Linked DNA regions of Macaca fascicularis: region 2 is linked to region 1. A link is a contact called in public Hi-C data. All regions are on one chromosome and are shown on one strand. Each heading gives the region's core, a stretch centred on a gene start, on an enhancer-like site or on the middle of the called end of the contact. The rest is flanking DNA. Distances are from core to core; before and after follow the strand shown. Region 1 has its middle 14 kb from the start of AZIN2. Region 2 overlaps RNF19B (ring finger protein 19B).

The links. A called contact is a pair of places that touch in the nucleus more often than the background predicts.
Region 2: a contact with region 1 is called in a Hi-C map of skeletal muscle, with 6 times the contacts expected there. The contact joins two enhancer-like sites.

Annotation. Positions count from the first base shown.
Region 1 is chr1:201,938,084-201,941,135 of T2T-MFA8v1.1, reverse strand. No RefSeq gene overlaps it. Among named protein-coding and RNA genes, the nearest start is that of AZIN2, 14 kb to the right of the region's middle. Within about 2 kb of position 1,550, at least 2 of the 6 cell types and tissues checked have an H3K27ac peak or open chromatin away from gene starts, as enhancers often do.
Region 2 is chr1:202,054,852-202,057,903 of T2T-MFA8v1.1, reverse strand. All of the region lies in intron 7 of RNF19B (ring finger protein 19B), which reads right to left. Among named protein-coding and RNA genes, the nearest start is that of RNF19B, 26 kb to the right of the region's middle. Within about 2 kb of position 1,408, at least 1 of the 6 cell types and tissues checked has an H3K27ac peak or open chromatin away from gene starts, as enhancers often do.

The sequences.
Region 1 (3,052 bases), core at 301-2,800:
ACCCCGTCTCTACTAAAAATACAAAAAATTAGCCAGGTGTGGCGCCTGTAGTCCCAGCTACTCGGGAGGCTGAGGCAGGAGAATGGCATGAACCCGGGAGGCAGAGCTTGCAGTGAGCCGAGATCGTGCCACTGCACTCCAGCCTGGTGACAGAGCGAGACTCCGTCTCAAAAAAAAAAAAAAAAAAAAAAATTGATTGTTAAAACTGATAAAACTGTACGCCTAAGATCTGTGAATTTCATCATATATGAATTGTGTCCATGGCAGGTGGCACTCAAAATATTCCTCAGGCGGGCATGGTGGTTCATACCTGTAATCTCAGCACTTTGGAAGGCCAAGGTGCGTGGACCACATGAGGTCAGGAGTTTGAGACCAGCCTGGCCAACATGGTGAAACCCCGTCTCTACTAAAAATACAAAACAGTTAGCCGGGCATGATGGTGCACACCTGTAGTCCCAGCTACTCAGGAGGCTGAGGCAGGAGAATCGCTTGAACCTGGAAGGTTGCAGTGAGCCGAGATCACACCAGTGCACTCTAGGCTGGGCAACAAAGTGAGACTCTGTCTCAAAACAAACAAACAAAAAATCCCAAAGAGCCCCCAAAGACTCCTGCCTACTGGTGTGCATGCCCTTGTATCATCCCCTCTCACACTGTATCAGGTTGGTCTATTTGGCAGAAGTAATGGGGTGTCACTCCTGAGATTAGTTATAAAAGACACTCACTGCAGGCTGGACACGGTGGCTCACGCCTGTAATCCCAACACTTTGGGAGGCTGAGGCAGGTGGATCACCTGAGGTCAGGAGTTCAAGACTAGCCTGACCAACATGGTGAAAACCCATCTCTACTAAAACATACAAATAATTAGCCAGGTGTTGTGGTAGGTGCCTGTAATCCCAGCTACTCGGGAGGCTGAGGCAGGAGAATTGCTTGAACCTGGGAGGTGGAGGTTGCTGTGAGCTGAGATCGCACCATTACACTCTAGCCTAGGAGAAAAGAGTGAAACTCCATTTCAAAAAAGGAAAAAAGACACTGCAGTTCTGTCTTGGTCTCAATCTCTCTTTCCCTCGGGTCACTTATTCTGGAGAACCCATGTGTTAGGCATCCCTGTGAAAAAATCCAAGGGGCAAGAAACTAAAGCCTCCCGCCAACAGCTATGTAAGTGAGCTTGCAAGTGGATTCTTCAGCTCCAGCTAAGGCTTTCAGATGTTGGCAGCCCTAGCTGTCTGCTTGACCACAAACTCATGGGAGACCCTGAGCCAGGCCACGTGGCTAAGCTGCCTCCTGATTCCTGGCCTTCAGAAACTGGGTGAGGTAATCAATGTTTGTTGTTTTAAATTAGTAAGTTTTGAGGTTGTTATGCAGCAATAAATGATGAATATAATATTTCAATAAAAGAGACATGTAGGGAAAAATATTCTAAGTGCTCCTGGCCCAGATGGCTTTCCCAGGGACTTTCAAGTGCTTTCTATGACTCAGACTTCTGGGCTCAGCCTCTATGCTAGGGAGATGGTGGCCTTAGGGAACTCTGTCTAGACAATAGGACCAAAATAGCCACAGACTCTGCCCACCAAACCAGCCCCACAGCAGCTGTACACAGGGCTCAGGCCCACACTTGCTATGCAGAGAGGACTCCAGAAATGCTCCCTGACCATGTGGTCACAGCTGCAGCAGGAATCCACTCAGAGCTCAGATGCTGCCATGGTTTGAATGTTTGTCCCCTCCAAAACTCGTGTTGAAGGTTAATCTCGAGTGTGGCAATACTGAGAGGTGGGGCCTTTGAGAGGTGATTGGGCCATCAGGCCTCGGCCCTAATGAATGGATTAATTCATTCATGGATTAATGGATTGAGGGAGTAATGGGTTCTCAGGAAATGGAACTGGTGGCTTCATAAGAAGAGGAAGAGAGACCTGAACTGGCTTGCACAGCCCCCTTGTCATGCGATGCCCTGTACCACATTGAGACTCTGCAGAAAGTCCCCACCAGCAGAAAGGTCCTCATCAGATGCAGCTCCTCCACTTTGGACTTAACAGCCTCCATAACTCTAAGAAATAAATTCCTTTTCTTTATAAATTACCCAGGTTCAGGGATTCTGTTATAAGCAACAGAAAATGGATTAAGACAGATGCTAATAACAGCTGCTATTTCTTTCTGTGTCCCAGGTAATAGGCAAAGTGCTTTGCGTGCATCTTTTTATTTACTCCTTCCAACAACCCTCCAGAGAAGATATTATTAAACCTACTTTACAGTGGAGAAAACTGAGACTCAGAAAACTGAAGCAAATTGGTAGGGTCATAGAACTACTAAGTGATGTGGCAGCTTTAGATAGAAATCCAGATTTGTCTAGTTCCCAAACCCAGAGGCAGGGAAGCAGTAACCACAGACTCGAAAACACTTTTTTCATCTATTGTCTGTGATGCTTTTCATGGGAGAATGAGCTACACATTCTGCTATCAGGGAAAAGTCTGCAAATCTCAACCCAGACTCCCTAGGTCAATGTACAAAGAGATTAGACTGGCAGATGCTATCAGAGTCACCAAGAGTCTCAGAGATCGTGGGAATCTCAGAGTGGGGAACTGAGACCCAAAGAGGCAAGTGAATCCTTTCTAAGGACTCCCTGCCCAGTGTCTTCACACCACTTTGCCCTGCCTCTTGCCACATGAGATGGAAATAGTTGCCATGTGGGAGAAACATGAGGGCAAAGAGTGGTTTTGGAGTGGGGAAAGCGGTGAAAAGGGGAAGTCAGGCTGGGCACGGTGGCTTATGCCTGTAATCCCAGCACTTTGGGATGCCGAGGTGGGCAGATCACAAGGTCAGGGGTTCAAGACCAGCGTGGCCAACATGGTGAAACCCTATCTCTACTAAAAAAATACAAAAATTATTAGCCAGGCGTGATGGCATATGCCTGTAATCCCAGCTACTCGGGAGGCTGAGGCAGGAGAATCGCTTGAACCCGGGAGGCAGAGATTTCAGTGAGCCGAGATCACACCAGGGCAACAAGAGCGAAACTCCATCTCAAAAAAAAAAAAAAAAAAGAAAGAAAGAAAGAAAAACA
Region 2 (3,052 bases), core at 159-2,658, 120 kb before region 1:
TGATTATGGAACCGGCCATAGCACGAGTGCTTGCGTTGTCACTAATTGCACCAAGACTGGCTGTGTCTTTGGGGAAAATTTCCTTTTGGACATCGGCTTGAACTTCTAACCTGTGTAAAGAGGGGACGTTCAAGTTAATATGAGACCTGAGTATTCCAAGACAGTCTGCTTCCTGGCACACATCTCTTCCATTACTCTCCTGCAAACTGTGGTTGTCTGATCTCCAATTGTCAAACAGCGCAAATAGATGCCCATACATTTTTTCTCTTAAATATCTATTGAAATCGTCCCCTCCTTTCTATCCCCACAGCTACTGCTTAACTTAAGGTTTTCATCATCTCCTGCCTGGACGACTACAATTGGGCTCCCTCTCCAGTAGCCCTTAAGTCCAAGTCAAACAACCTCTAGAACAGTGCCAGTGTGAATAAAGAACCAATCACTCTAACAATTCTCTAATTCTTGGCTCCCTACTGCCAACAGGCATTTAAGATCTTCCTGATCTGCCAGGAAGCTCTCTGTCCAGTTCTATTACTCCCTATAGATCCGAAATCATAGTCACTCTGAATTTTTTCTTTCTTTAAATACCTATACATTTTATACTTCCGTGACTTTGCACACGCTATTTCGTCTCTCTAGACATTTCCTTTCTCTACCAGACAAACTTATACTCAGTCCTTAACAACAAAGGAAACATCACTTCCCCTTTCATCCCAGCAAACCATTCACTTCTTGCTAAGTACCCCCATAGCACCTGCCTACTTATTATTTTTTTTAGAGGGAGTCTCACTCTGTCACCCAGGCTGGAGTGCAGTGGCACGACCTCGGCTCACTGCAACCTCTGCCTCCCAGGTTCAACCGATTCTCCTGCCTCAGCCTCCCAAGTAGCTGGGATTACAGGTTCCCACCACCACACCCAGCTAATTTTTGTATTTTTAGTAGAGATGGAGTTTTACCATGTTGGCCGGGCTGGTCTTGAACTCCTAACCTCAGGTGATCGCCCACCTAAAAAAGGTGCTGGGATTACAGGCATGCGCAGGCCCTGCCTACTCATTATTATGCATCTCTGACTCCTCTGTTAACTCCACAAAAGGAGAAACCACAACTCATTCATACTTTACCTTCCCTGCCTTGCACATAATAGCAAATCAAACATTTAACAATCAAATTACCGCCAGGGAATGAGACTGAAGGACATACAGGAGCCAACCTCTTCCCTCCTCTTGGAGCAGCAAACTTTCCCAGTAGTATGTTAGAGCCCATAACTATTTCCTTTCTTGGCTCCAACACCACTTTGTTGCACACTTAAGTATTTCCTCATAATGGGTTTCACAGTCAAACCCATCTGACTCATTCATTTCCTATAAAATAAAGGCTTTCACAGAACTAGAACAGCTGGACTGGCTAAGCTGCAGTTTCAGCAAGTCAGTCTCCAATTATGTCTGTCTGCTTATTTACAGGGGTGTTGGTTTTAAGAAAGCACAGCAGTGAATACGCCAGCATGTGGGGGCGGGATCCCCTGACAAGAGACAACCAGAGTCATGAGATGCACAGACGGGTCAGTAGCAGCCTGCAGCTGCACATTCAAGCAGCTTCCATCCTACTGCCTGAGCCTTTGCTCTGCTGCTCCAGCCTCAGGTGCCCTTCAAAAATGTGCCAAGGCCCAGGGAAATGAGGGAATGCATGGAAAGTGCATAGTGTCAGAGACCTGGGGTCTAGTTTCGGGTCTGCCACAGAATCACTCTGAGTTGGAAGAGTCTTTCAGAAAGGCCTCCTACTTACATGGTTCTCAGATGCTGGTTCATGCAATGGCTGTGCTAGAATTACCTGGGGAGCTTTTTCAAAACACAGATCACCCCCTAGGTGCCACTCCAGGAAATTCTAAGTTATAAATTCTGGGATGGGGCCCTGAAGTCTATTTTTAGGAGGCTCCCAGGTGACTGACAGGCACTCAGGTGTGAGATCCAGTCCACCTGCCATCTGTTGCTCGAATCCTTCTTATAGCCAAATGGCCATCTGGTCTCACTGTAAACATTTCCAGGGATAGGCAGCTCAGTATCTACTAAGGTAGCCTTTTTCCTCTTTGGGCTTTCATGTTGCTTTTCCCTGTATTCACTATACTGAACAAAAATTAGTTTCCCTTTAGCTTCTGTCAAGTCATAAATATACATGACTATAATCTACCTTTTGGTATGAGGCATAGAAGTCTAATCCTTTTCACAGTTGAAGGTCCTTCAGATAGCTGAAGGCAACCATCTCCCTCTTCCTATCCTGCTTTGTTCTACCTTTACCCCCACCAGGCCTTTCTTCTCCATTGCATTCAACTAACTGCTTCTCAGGCAACATGTTATGCTCCTCTGAAAATATATACTCTGGTCTGCCTAACTAGTGAAATAACCAAGCAAGTCACAACCTTTCTAGTTACAAAGCTTTACATATTTTCAACACAAGTACATAGAATTGATTTCCCTTACCTAGCAAATGGAAACAGAAAGGTAATAAGGATTGCAATATCAATAAACCAGCTGGGAGCAATGGTTCATGCCTATAATCCTAGCACTTTGGGAAGCCGAGTTGGGAGGATGGCTTGAGGCCAGGAGTTCAAGACCAGCCTGGGCAACAGAGCAAGACCCCATCTCCACAAAAAATTTAAAACGTTAGCTGGGTGTGGTGTGTGTACTTGTAGTTCTAGCTACTCAGGAGGCTGAGGTGGTAGGATTGTTTGAGTCCAGAAGGTTGAGGCTGCAGTGAGCCATGATTGTGCCACTGCACTCCAGCCTGGATTACAGAGTGAGAAAAAAAAACAAAAAAATACCCCCAAAGCCCACTATCAATAAACCACGATGGGCTGGGCACACTGGCTCACACTTGTAATCCAAGTACTTTGGGAGGCTGAGACAGGTGGATCACAAGGTCAGGAGCTTGAGACCAGCCTGGCCAACATGGTGAAACCCTGACTCTACTAAAAATACAAAAATTAGCCGGGCATGGTGGTCCGTGCCTGTAGTCCCAGCCTCTCGGGAAGCTGAGGCAGGACAATCACTTGAACCCAGGA